Regions from separate parts of the Mus musculus genome. Here regions 1 and 2 are each linked to region 3. The links are chromatin contacts, called in public HiChIP or PLAC-seq maps. All regions are on one chromosome and are shown on one strand. The core of a region is the stretch at or near the end of the contact, and the rest is flanking DNA. Distances in the headings are between cores, read along the strand shown. Region 1 overlaps Dcaf5 (DDB1 and CUL4 associated factor 5). Region 2 overlaps Actn1 (actinin, alpha 1). Region 3 has its middle 21 kb from the start of Gm29952.

The links. HiChIP or PLAC-seq counts read pairs in DNA pulled down with a chosen protein or histone mark.
Region 1: a contact with region 3 is called in an H3K27ac HiChIP or PLAC-seq map of embryonic fibroblasts, with 17 read pairs. The contact joins two enhancer-like sites. A contact is called at or near these places in 1 of 39 promoter capture datasets (cranial neural crest), 1 of 15 datasets of contacts at CTCF or cohesin (the NIH/3T3 cell line), 3 of 484 Hi-C or Micro-C datasets (CD4 T cells, nephron progenitors and ventricular fibroblasts), 5 of 115 datasets of contacts at active chromatin or transcription factors (double positive thymocytes, embryonic fibroblasts, embryonic stem cells and 2 more) and 3 of 9 other capture datasets (adipose tissue, liver and pancreatic islet).
Region 2: an H3K27ac HiChIP or PLAC-seq map of extraembryonic endoderm stem cells shows a contact between it and region 3. The contact joins two enhancer-like sites. A contact is called at or near these places in 1 of 39 promoter capture datasets (embryonic stem cells), 1 of 484 Hi-C or Micro-C datasets (muscle stem cells) and 9 of 115 datasets of contacts at active chromatin or transcription factors (double positive thymocytes, embryonic stem cells, epiblast stem cells and 2 more).

Annotation. Positions count from the first base shown.
Region 1 is chr12:80,363,673-80,367,757 of GRCm38.p6, reverse strand. Dcaf5 (DDB1 and CUL4 associated factor 5) reads left to right here. Exons shown (of 9, transcript NM_177267.5): 7 at 3,688-3,754. Among named protein-coding and RNA genes, the nearest start is that of Mir1843a, 26 kb to the left of the region's middle. Within about 2 kb of position 1,372, at least 158 of the 459 cell types and tissues checked have an H3K27ac peak or open chromatin away from gene starts, as enhancers often do. A contact at or near this core is called in the NIH/3T3 cell line and embryonic fibroblasts, where this site is marked.
Region 2 is chr12:80,213,534-80,218,021 of GRCm38.p6, reverse strand. All of the region lies in intron 1 of Actn1 (actinin, alpha 1), which reads left to right. Among named protein-coding and RNA genes, the nearest start is that of Actn1, 45 kb to the left of the region's middle. Within about 2 kb of position 1,506, at least 95 of the 459 cell types and tissues checked have an H3K27ac peak or open chromatin away from gene starts, as enhancers often do. A contact at or near this core is called in extraembryonic endoderm stem cells and muscle stem cells, where this site is marked.
Region 3 is chr12:80,289,634-80,293,752 of GRCm38.p6, reverse strand. No RefSeq gene overlaps it. Among named protein-coding and RNA genes, the nearest start is that of Gm29952, 21 kb to the right of the region's middle. Within about 2 kb of position 1,487, at least 81 of the 459 cell types and tissues checked have an H3K27ac peak or open chromatin away from gene starts, as enhancers often do. A contact at or near this core is called in the NIH/3T3 cell line, embryonic fibroblasts, extraembryonic endoderm stem cells and 1 more, where this site is marked.

The DNA.
Region 1 (4,085 bases), core at 123-2,622, 74 kb before region 3:
GACAGAGAGAGATTACACCTCTGCTTTATGAAGTTCAGCTTTATGGTTTAGTACAAGTGATTATGAATGTTAATGAGAGCATGGACTGTAGATTTCTCTTGGGAGTGATTGGCATTAGAGCTCTTCTGTCTCTGTTTCTACAGCAGAAATCTTTCAGAGAGCACACCAGGACTTCAGTGCCGTGAGCACTGACCATTGCCAGGCCTCACTAAGTCTGATGTTTCATCCAGCCCAGACCTAGGAGGCAACCTTAGGAAAGGAAGCTCTACTCCCAGTGGTGAGGTTAAATGTGTCACTACCTCAGGGCCCACTTGAGATAATCTTCTACACACATTGAAAAAAGTGGAGCCTAATGACAAAGGCCTGTGGTGGCAAGTTCAAGGTCAGACCGGCAAGCTAGTAAGACACAGTCTCAGAACAAGTTTTAAAAGGTCAGGAGGAAGGCCCCTTGGTCTTGCAAACTTTATATGCCTCAGAACAGGGGAACGCCAGGGCCAAGAAGTTGGGGCGGGGAGGGCATGGGGGACTTTTGGGATAGCATTGGAAATGTAAATGAAGAAAATACCTAATAAATTTTTTAAAAAATGGAAAAAAAAGAAAAGGTCAGGAGGAGTACAGTTGAGGGGGTTTCCTGCCCAGCATGAGTGGAGCCTCAGGCTCATTGGCTACCTAATTTGTTATGCTTTTTACTTTGTTTTGTGATGTGCTGTGACTTTGTAGTCCAGGCTGTCCTAGAACTCTTTATAGTTTAAGCTAGGCTCTTCCTCACTTGGCCTCTTGCCTCAAAGCCGTCTGAATACTTGGATTACAGGTTTCAGCCATTACACAGAGTTTGCTGCTTTATATTTTAAATATCCCAGAATTCTCTGTCCCTTTTTGGAATAGTCTTCTCCCAGATAACCACATAATTTGCTCCCTCATTTCCTTCAGGGCTTTGCTCACAGTGCCATTTTATCAGAGAAGTCTTCTGTGGCCACCTTACATAAATGGAAACCACCTACCCCGGCTACCTCAGCTTCTTATCTAGATGGTTCCCTGTTCTTTTAATGCTTGCCCCCACTGGGAACGTCACGTATATATTTCTTGTTTCTTGTTCCTAACATTGTTCCCCTTTCCCACATTATATGTGTATAATTTTACCCGACTCAATAAAAGATGATTGTCCCGTGAGAGCAGAGACAGCGTTGCTTTCTCTTCGCCATTTCTCTTTCCTTCCCTAGAATAGTGCTCAATACATAGTAGACACTCAATAAATATTTGTTTAAAGAATAAAAGAATGAACTCATTTTATTTTCAGGCTCTCACAGTTAACAGTATCCCAGGCAGCCAACTGTTAATGTTGGCAAGAATCCAACAGCCAACCACTAAATGCCATAACTGAATTCTTCAGGGCAGCTTGTAATTCCAGTGTTGGTGTGAGCACTTACAGAGTCTGGCTAGATGTCAGTGGGTGGAGACACCCCACCCCCACCACCCCGGAAATGATCAGTCCTGGTAGATGGAAGAGTTTTAAGGAGAAGAACTATCAGAACTTGCTTTACCCCCAAAAGCATTGAAAGCATTCCAAGCATTTTCTGTGTGTTTGAGGAGCTATATCAGAACCAGCAGACTTAACTCTGGGAATGTTTTCTTCCTTCTAAGGCTGTCTTCTGAGTCAGCGTTCTGTCTGGACAGCTGGCCCCTTTAACGGTCCTGGGCTCTGCCCCAGTGAGTACTAAGCAATTAGGAAAATACTGATCTTTCAGTAAAGTAAGACTTCTGATGAGTATAGCCTTGTGGTATTGTTTTTAGTATGCATTTTTTGTTTATTTCGGTTGGTGAGGTTCAGAGAGGGAGGGAAGCAGGAATTTGATGTTAGGTTCATGGCTTCTTTTAAAGAAAACAAGAAAGAATGAGGTATGGACTAGCGAGTTTTGTTCTATGCATGCATGCATGCATGCATAAATACATACATGCATACATGCGTGTAATTAGTAGATGATTCTTTTGTGTTCTGGCTCCCTCCCTCTGCCGTACTAGAGGTTCAGTTTTCAGATGTAGCTAATTCTTTGGAAATGCAGTTCGCAGCAGAGCAGGGTAGTGTGGAAGACAAGGACTGCCTATGGCTACCAGCCCTTGAGTTTGCCCTTGAGAGGGGAGCCATAGAGCACAGACATCCTCATTCTTATGTCAGGACAGGAAGCTGGGCTGCTCACAGGCCCACTCACAGCAGTCTTTGGTTGTGGGCTGTTCCTGTGCAGCATTCACTTCTTGGAGCAACTTGCAAACATGCTCTGGAGAGGGAGAGCCTTTGTCAGAGATAGGGAGGCTAGCAGTAGGCAGCCAGGCAGAAGGTGGCCCAAGGGCGGGGAGCTACAGCGTCTGTCAACATCTGGAAATAAGTGTGTGCTCAAGGTGCTGTTTGTCACTGTTTGCTCATAACACAATGTATTTGTGAGTCTAATTAGTTAGGTTAGACCTAGCAATAATGATTTGAAGCTGCCACATAGAAAGACATCACTTACGTCCTTGTCATGGTTGGGTTGGAGGTAGCCTGCTGCTCCAGGATGTTAGGGAGATACAGAGAACCTTAGGATACTTGACCTCAAAGATCTCTATGAAGGGCCTAAGTTTTATTTTCTACACTTTTAAAAATTGTGACACAGCCGGGCGTGCACTTGAGAGGCAGAGGCAGGCGGATTTCTGAGTTCGAGGCCAGCCTGGTCTACAGAGTGAGTTCCAGGACAGCCAGGGCTACACAGAGAAACCCTGTCTCGAAAACCCTAAAAAAAAAAAAAAAATTGTGACACAAATATTATCTGAGATTTTTCCATGTAAAAGTACTAGGTTTTGATCTGGGTGTATATGTACATGCCTATAATCTTCATACCCAGGAAGGTGAGACAGGAGAATTAACAAGATTAAGATTAAGTCCAGCCTTGGCTACTTAGCAATACCCAGTTTCACACACACACACACACACACACACAGAGTACACTTTAGGAGCTGAGGTATAATTCAATAGCATGGTGTTTCACATGTATAAGGCCCTGGGCTCAATTCTCACTGTCCCTCAAACCTTTAATTTAAAGATGTACAGTTGTGGGGGCTGTTGAGATGGCTCAGAAAGTAAAGGTGTTTGCTGCCAAACCTGATGACCTGAGCTGTCCTCCTCAGGACCCACATAGTAGAAGGAGAGAGCAAACTGGGCAGTGGTGGCACATTCCTTTAATCCCGGCAGAGGCAGGCAGATTTCTGAGTTCCAGGACAGCCAGGACTACACAGAGAAACCCTATTGGGGGGGGGGGGGGGAGAGAAAAAAAAAAGAGAAGGAGGGAACAAATAACCGCAAGTTGCCTTCAGACCTCCATACAAGTGCATGGTATGCATGTACAAAAATAAAATAAATGAAAAGGTTAAAAAAAAAAACACCTTTTAATGTACAGAAAGGGAGGAAGAGAGGCACAGAAACGGTGATGCCACAAATGATGGAGCCTTGATGCACGATCTATTCTTCCCCCATTCCCCTCCACTGTGGGATCAGGGATCACAGGTTTCCGGCTCACATAGCGATTGCTTTTGCTCACTCAGCCATCTCCATGGCCCTGGTTCGTTTTTTAAATATTCTCTCTACAGAATGATATATGTAATTGGATATGTCTTTCCAATTATAAAATAACATATAAAATGTCTCTTTTGTTCCAACAGTACATCCTTTCAGGCTCCGATGACTTCAACTTGTACATGTGGAAGATCCCTGCAGATCCAGAGGCAGGTGGGTGTGTCCCGGGCAGATGTGCCAATCCGCTTGAATGCAGTTCCCTGAGAGAGCACTAGTACAGTTGATGAACATACTTCTTTAAGAATAATGTTTTAAACTTTATTTTATGTGCATGAATGTTTTGCCTGTTTATGAATGTATATGTGTCACATGTGTATCTGGGGCCCTCAAGAGTGTGAGATCCCTTGGAACTGGAGTCGCAGATGGTTGTTAGCCACTATGTGGCTGCTGGGAACCAAACCTGGGTCCTCTGCAAAAGCAACAGGGCTAATGGTGGAACCTTCTCTCCAGCCCCCTATACTTCTTTCTTTTAATGTAAGCAGTT
Region 2 (4,488 bases), core at 257-2,756, 76 kb after region 3:
AACCTCAAGAGGCTTAATTTCTCCTTTGGGGGTTCTGGGACCATGTGGCTAAGGGGCTATCCTTTGACTCTCCCCACAATTAATCATTGTAGACTTAGCTGTGGGGGAAATGTGTTCCAGATGCCAGATTGTCCTCTGTCCCTGTGTCTAGTTCTGCCTTTTCTTAAAGGGTTTCACCTCTTACTTATTAAGGGAATGTTTTTAGAGCTTTCTGTCTCTCTCATACGTAGGCTTTTTGTTTTATTTTGAGTCAGGGTTTCTCTATGTAACCCTGGATATCCTGGTACCCCTAGTCATGCTGGCCTTGAATTCACAGAGATCTGCCTGCCTCTGCCTCCCGTGTGCTGTGATCAAAGACGTGTGCCCACTGCACGGCTGTCATATTCTCTCTGTGTATGTATGCATGCATGTATTTAGGAGGCAGGATCACATATAGTCCAGGCCATCTCCAACTTAACTGTGTAACTGAGGAAGACCTTGCACTGATCCTCCAGTCTCTAGTCGTGGGGTTATAAGCCTAAGTCACCCTCTCCAGCCTCCATTTGTTTAAATGTGAGAGAGTTTTCCCTCTATCATGGAAGCCATCAGTAATACAGTAATAGCCTAGACACTCTCTTCCACCAAATGATCCCAGAGAAACAGGAAGTCTCTTCCGTCTCTTCCCAGAAGCTTATGATAATGTTGTAATTTACACACTTCAGCCAGACTCTCTTTACATTTGGATGGGTTTTTAAATAGATAATGACAGCGTGTGGTGTAACATTCAAAAGAAAACAAAAGGATGCTCTGCAGAAAGCAAACAGCTCTCCCTCCCCAGTTCCAAACCTCTCTTCCTCCACCCTAGAGCCAGCCACGGTTCCCATGGCCTCCTGGGTCCTCCAGGCAGAGTCCAGCTTCAAGCTTTGATTTGGTTGGTTTTGTTTTTCATTTTCTTGAGAGAGGGTCTCACTATATCATCAAAGCTAATCTCAAAACTGAGGATTCTCTTTCCCCAGCCTCGGGAGTGCTGGGATTAGAGGCATGTCCCACCAGTGTTCCCTGGACACCAAGGTTTAGCCCGTCCAGTACACTAGTTACAGTTATTTGCTGGGCCAGGAGGGTCAGGGAGCTGCAGTCTTGAGACCAAAACATTGGTCATGTTTTGAGTCCCTTGAGGTTAAACCACCAGTCTCTGTGGAATTTACTGGAAAGAAACTACAGAGAAACAAAAGATTGTTACCAAGTGTTCTATTCAGCTGAGTTGTCCAAGCACCAGATGGATGATGGGATTTCTGGGCTGAGAGAGGTTAGCTTATCAGAGGTCACGTGCCTAGCTGAGCCAGGGCAGGCCCATGCTTCCTGACTGACAGGAACAATAGCTTCCCTGAAGTGAGCCAGGACTGCTAACCTTGGTTCCAAGAGACAAAGCTGTGTCCAGGAGAGGTGTGGCCGGCAGGTGAAACCTAGGCCTGTGGTAGGCTGCTGCTGTTCTGTTCCTGCCTAGCCCGGTCTCATTTGGCTGTAGAGCATTGTTTACTCTGTCCTGGTGTCACTGGGAGCCTCTCTGGTCAGGTCACTTGAGCGTGGACAGCCTGGATTGTGGATGGGGAAATAAATGTCTAAAAGAAGAGGCTTGCCGTGGGAGAAGGCAGAGAGTGTAACCAGCCAACTGTATTTATAGGCAGTCGGGCCAGGAGAGCAGCTAAGGATCCTGGGAACTTCAGTTCCTGGAGCACCAAGTGTGTTTGCATTTGGACACATTTGGTCTTAGTCATTTGTCATGTCTGTGTGATTGCACACAGCTCTAACCCTGTGTTTATAAGCAGTAGTGCATGCTATCTTGTTTCAGACTTCTTTGTTAATTACACATTCTTATGCTCACGTTATTTCAGAACCTATCATATTAATCATCTACTATGTGGGCACATATGGTGATTTACTTAACTATGTGCCTTATTATTACAATTTGGTGTCTTCCTGGTTTTCTCCACCTCAGTTAGGCTAAGGAGCAAGTTTTCATGCATAACACCTCTTCTTTCTTTCTTTCTCTTTATCTATTTATCTATTTCATTTATATGAGTACACTGTAGCTGTCTTCAGACACACCAGAAGAGGGCATCAGATCCCATTACAGATGGTTGTGAGCCACCATGTGGGTGCTGGGAATTGAACTCAGGACCTCTGGAAGAGCAAGCAGCCAATGCTCTTAACCGCTAAGCCATCTCTCCAGCCCCTAGGCCTTTTCTTTATTTGGCATTTTATACCCAGGATAGAGTCTTCGAATTGGGGTGTATAGTTCAGGCCTGTTGTGGTTCACATTGGCAAGCTGATTTCCTCTAGAGTTGTAACCAGTCAGCCTGCACACAGTTGTATGGGGGGTGGGGGTGGGGGACTGCCTCGCACACCCTCTGACAACTGGAATTAGCAGGAACTCGTTTTGCAAATATAATTGCTTTCCATTGCTGTGATAAGCACCAGGACCATGAGGAACTTGGGGAGGAAAGGATTTATTCTGCTTCCACGTCCCGATCACAGTTCATCAGTGAGGGAAAGCAGGGCAGGAGCCAAGGAAGATGGCCTCTCATTGGCTTTCTAAGGCTCACGGTCAGCTACCTTTTTTTATATGTCCAAGGGCTGCCTGCCCAGAGGTGGCACTGCCACAGTGAGCTGCCTTCCCACCCCATCAATCAATAGTTTAGAAAAGGCCCCCATAGATCTGCCTGCAGGGTAACGGGATGGAGGCAGAGCCTCAGTTGAGCTTCTCTCTTGCCAGATGATCCTACCTTGCGTCAGGCTGATCAGCTAATCGGCACAGTGAGCTCACCTGTTGTTTTAATTCACAGGGCATGACAGGATGTGTATAGCCATCTAATGTCCTTTGTGAGACACATGGGCTGTTGATCAGTTCCAGCTGAGGAGTCGTCTCTCTGCCTCACAGAATGTCAGCCCTCTCCTCTACCTTTGATAGAAATGCCCACAGCTCTTGCTACTAGATTCTCAAATGGCTGATGTCACTCACCAGTGTTCTTTAGGAGTGGTAGACACAGGTATTACTTGGTGCTTACCAAATGCACCACATATTGTGTTTGTATATAACATGCATGCAGACTTAGAAAGGTCCCATGCTTTCCCACTGTGGGAGCAGATACCCAGTGAGACTTAATTTAGACTTCTTGGCTGCTAATTCTTTTTTTTGTTTGTTTGTTTTTTTGTTTTTTTGTTTTTTTTTGGAGGCAGACCGGGTCCTTGTGGCATGCATTATATTTTCAGTTGTAGCAGTGTTTAAAGATTGAGCAGTTCCACATAGAAGTCTAGGTTTCTGGCTCTTTTCTTTTCCTTTCCTTTCCTTTCCTTTCCTTTCCTTTCCTTTCCTTTCCTTTCCTTTCCTAGCACCACTGTGAAGATCCAAGGAGTTAAATGTGACAAAACGCTCAGAAGAGTCGTCCATCCCATGCATGCACGCACATGCATGCTTCGTAAGCACAGTTGCTATCATGTCAACTGTGGCATGTATGTTTGCTTCTATTAGACCAGATTCTCTACAAGGCGTGCTTTAGGGTTGTCTCCATTTTGGATAGACGGTTATTAACATCTAGTGGGTAGGGGCCATGATGGGTGTTGAGCATCTGATGTCTAAGACCACGCTATTCCTCCAGCTGCAGAGTATTCTGACCTCAGACCCTGAAGTGTCAGGGTCAAGTACCCTGCTTACATACATGTGTGGCTTCACCGGTCACTCTGGTCTTACCAATGCTTTCAGGGGCTTCCTGGACTTTTGTAGAATTGCCATCATAAAGGGACTTCCTTACTCAGCTGGGGGACAGCGGAGGTGGGGTGGGGTGAGGGGGTAGCTGTGTGAACCCCTTCAGCACATTCACACAGTGTCCTCCTCTGACGTATGACATGTCCAGCTCTGGGTCCCTCAGTCCACCGAGCTCCGATCTTTCCTGAAGCTATCTGTCCTTTATCCTCCTGAAAGCAGCTGCCTAGGCTCTGTGTCGCAGTCATCTTCCAGATATGGTCATGGAGAGCTGCAGAAGTGAAGTCACCTGCACGGGGTCATTTGGGTACAGCTGCAGAGGCTCCCTGTCTCTCACCAGCTGCCTGTTCTGCCCCGGGGCCGAATCAGGCATGCTTCTTTGACTATGGACGTTGAGATGACCTCCTCAGACATGTCTTGTCTCCTGCTGGTCAGAGGCCCAGTTCCTGAGTCCTGTTCCTTCTGCCCATCTTTTTCTGGTCTACTTCCCTCCTGGGTGGTCTCCAATCTCTTGGACATTCACCCACTAGCCCCCTTCCTCACCTCTCACCGCCATGCTCCCCAGGGAGGCTGTCTCTCTCTTGCCAGCACTGCTGATGCTGGAGGGGCTTCCCAAAACCCATGTGGCTTTCATTTTCCAGTGACTGGTTTTCAGTGGAATGTCATGAAATTTGGCTCACTTGAAGTTTCAGCCTTGGTTCTACACCCCTTCCCCACCCTGCCCCGCTATCCCTGAGCCACAAAGCCAT
Region 3 (4,119 bases), core at 238-2,737:
GTTTGAGTTAACTCTTCCCAGAGGGACAATGGCGTGTCTCTGCTGTTTTCCCCAAAGCTTTCTGCTATATAGTCATCGTCTAGACTTCACTGTAGTATCAGAGATACAGCTCATAACCCAGGGGTGGTGGCACAATGCCGTGAGTCCCAGCACTTGAGAGGCAGAAACAGGGAGATCTCTGAGTTCAAGGCCAACCTGATCTACAGAACAAGTTCCAGGACAGGCAGGGAAACCCTGTTTCTAAAAAACAACCAAACAACCAAACAACCAACCAAACAAACAAAAACAAAATTAAAGAAAGAAAGAAACATCAAAACCAACAAAACTCACATTCCATCCTTGAGCAGCCCACAGAGTCCTACTCTTCCAGTTTCTGGGTTTCCAAGTGACTGAAGGAGGGGCCCAGCCTCAGTGACCTTCAAGGCTGCTAACCAACAACGTAAGGACCCCATTTCCTGCGGACACTTGTGCTGCAGAGAGTCTTTCTCTGGAAATCACATACTTAAGAGGTTTGTGGGGAAGAGCATGCATTTAATAAGTAATAATTGACTTACTTCTGCATTTTAATTAATTAAAAGGATTCAGTTGCCAGAGCCTCCAGTCAGCATGGAATAAGATAATTTTAGCCCAAAGCAAGGAAACAAAACACTGGAGCCAAGCTGTGCGGCTTTTGCAGGGTGAATGCATTGGGAGCCCCTCCTCCACTCCTAACCCCAGTATTTGAACACTCTAAATAAGAAAGCCCTGCCCCGAAGAATCTTCTAGCATCAGCAGTGTCACCAAATAGAGCCTAAGGAAAACTCTAAAGTGATATCTGAGGTGGTTCCCAGGGGCAATCCCATCAACATTACAGTCTCAGGAAGCTAGCTGGCAACGGAGAGGGAAGAAGGGAACTGAAGAGGCTTAAAGCAGGAGAGTGTTCAAACTTGATATTCGTGCATAAGTGTGTGCGAGTGTGTGTACTCATGCATATGCATGTATAAATGTGCATGTGTATGCCTGTGTGTCTTCTATTCATGTCTATATGCATGTGTGTGTGCACAAGTCTCTGTGCATCTCTCTGTGTGTGTGCACATGCATGTGTGTGCACATGTATATGTATGCATGTATGTGTATGTATCTGTGTGTATCTGTGGTATTATAACAACTTATTTGGTTATTGATCATCAGTGAGGGACTTTTAGCTATAGACTATAATAATTATATATAATAAATGTCTGTTATATGACAGGCAACTGTATTTAATTTAAACCTGTTCTTCAAAATCCATCTATTAATAGGTTTCATCCCTCACTTTACAAATGAGTAAACTGAGTCTTTTCGTGCATGCGCCACCACTGCCCAGCTGTAAACTGAGTCTTAAATGGTCTCAAGATTAAGTCACTTGTAGGTCAAAGGCCAAACTCCTCTGACTCCCAGGGCTAGTCAGTCTCCAAACAACAAAAGAACTTCTCTCCTGTGCATGAGTCAGTAGCTTGGAATCCTGATTCCAACTCTGCTTGCTGGGATCTTCTGGGAACTTTCAAAAACCACCCAGGCCTGACTCCTACTCCCAGGAACTTCAATTTAAGGATATGGCCACCTCTAAAAGCTCCCAGGGTGGTTTTAACAAGCAGCCAAGGCTAAGCACCACTGGCTTGGAGCAGGGGTGGGGGTGGGGGCAACACCTCTCAAGGCCACCGAGCTCTTTTGCTGTGCCACCTGGCCTGACCATCCCTGGATAAGACTGAGGATGCCCAGGGTTACAGCTTAGTCTGGCTCTGGCTCTGGCTCTGGCTCTGGCTCTGGCTCTGGCTCTGACTCCAGAGTCAAGCCAGAGAACAGGCAACAGTAACAAAAGACCACTGGCAGGAGTGGTGGGAACAGTCACTTGGTAACTTGCTGGTGGTGATGTGTCAAGCCCTCTGTGGTTCATCTCATTCGTTCCTTACACATGTAACAGAGACAGTCTACATTTGTAGAGAAGGACACTGGTGTGCAATCATATCAAGGGGCCATTCGAGGGCCACTCAGCTAGACTGGGTGACCTGTGCTTGGGAGCACTAGCTTCTCTGTCATCCCAGGTCACCCCCAACCTTGTAGCCCTTGAATCACCTCAGGGCTTCCCCTCTGCTTACAGCCTCCACTGCTGGGCACACTGAGTGCCTCTCTGCCCCAGGACAAGTGGGTAGCCATGGTGGGTGGGGTGGGATATTGGATCTCATCTATCCTCTGTGGGGGCAATCCGGTCAGAGCAGGAAGAGAGTGAAACCTTGCTGGGGTGATCCCCAGGTCCCACAGTGCTCAGAGGCAAGGGTAGGGCTGGATGCTGGAGCCTGCCTCTGCACTGACCAATGCTTAATGAGATGCTTGGTACAGGTTAGACACACACCTCTTTCTTCACGGTCAGCCATCTCATATTTGTGGACCTCACTTTCTCACCTGTGACACCCCAACTTGCAGGACTGCTGGGAAGACTGGACTAGTCCAGACACAGCCTGGTTTGGAGTTTTCCTGGCACAGAGTGGACACCCGGCGCCGCAGACACCCCCTTACCCTTCATCCTGGCGCCTGGGCTGGCTGTGAAGTACTTCCCAGCACTGGCTTCCATGGGGGTGGAAACTCTGAGACAGTAATGTCTCTTTGTATTTCCTCAGCAACCAGCCACGCTCCAGAGCTGTTGGCCAGACCCAACTGTTCTCAGTTGGCAGCCTGCAAGAACGACTCGCCCCTCCTCCCAGGGAGATGCCCGGATCAACCTAGCAACCCTCATGTCAGTACTTGCTGGGGTGCACAGTAAGTACTGGGTCTCAACCAGGACTGCACAGCAGAGTTGGACAGAGGATGGGAAACAGGAGAGGGCTTTCAAGTTCTGATGCCCAGGACACCCAGCCGACCCAAAGAAAGCAGGTTCCCACCCGTCACCAGCAGACCTTACAGTTTTTGTTTAAAATACAGGCTCCAAGTGCAGGACACAGCCAGATGCATAGGACTCTGGGGATAGACACCAGGATTTATCTCTTTACCCACTTCCTTGGAGATTACCTTCTTTATCATGTTTCTCCAGTAAACTTTAGGCATCTCTACAGATAAGGATTCAGCGTAAGGCATAAACGGGCTCAGTGGTTGGATGAGAACATGTGCCTGGTCTGCCCAGCAGAAGGAGGAGACTTGCTAGGAGCAGAGCTCTCTCTGAAGGATAGGGAAGATGTTCTAAGAGGTTTTCTAGAGAACACAGCTGCCTGTACAGTCCTTGGAGCAAGCTCCTTGGGTAGGCTTTCAGGGACTGGCTAGAGAGTAAGGTGGGACATATTCATTCCCACTGTCCCCTGTCCCCTGCCTGAGTAATCTGCTGCCCCTAGAGCTGCTGAGCCTCTTGGGTAGACGTGGCAGTCTGTTGAGGCTACCGCAACAAGATGTCACAGGCTACACAGGCATTTATCTCTCATAATTCAAAGGCTGAAAGTCAAGAAAATCAAGATGCCCACAGGCCACATTTAGTCTGATTTCTCCAACAGCTACCTTCTTGTGGTATATCCAGGAGAAGAAGAAAGAGAAGGGCTGAGAAGGAAGTGGCACATAATCACTCTCCCATTGATGTCCTCCTAATCTATAGGAGGAGAGCCTCAGCCTTACAAACTCATTTAGGAAGACTGGCATGCAGCCCCAAGCTTTACAAACCCAGAGTTGGAGGTCAGGGTAGTCTCAAGGTCAGGAGAGAGTAGATGTCAGAGCTGCAAGGGACTTGGGGGTAGGGGGTGGAGTGTTGTGCTGCTCAGGCACCAAGCACGAGTGGAACCAGGACAGGAGGGAGTGAGGAAGTGCAGTAGGTGCCCGGGTGGCAGGCCTCCACCCAGCGTTTCTCAATGGCCTGAGGTGCCCTCAACTCCACTTTCCTTCCTTCCTTCCTTTCTTGTGTGTGTGTGTGTGTGTTTCAACACTCAACTAAGCTGAGCATAGTGGCACACACCTTTAATTTTAGCATAGAGGCAGAGGCAGAAGGATCTCTCTCTGAGTTCTAGGCTAGCCTGGACTATGTAGAGAGTTCTGGGATAGCCAGGGCTACATAGTGAGACCCTGTCTCAAAACAATAGCAACAACAAAAACAACCACTTTACTAGTTATAGTGTACACACACAC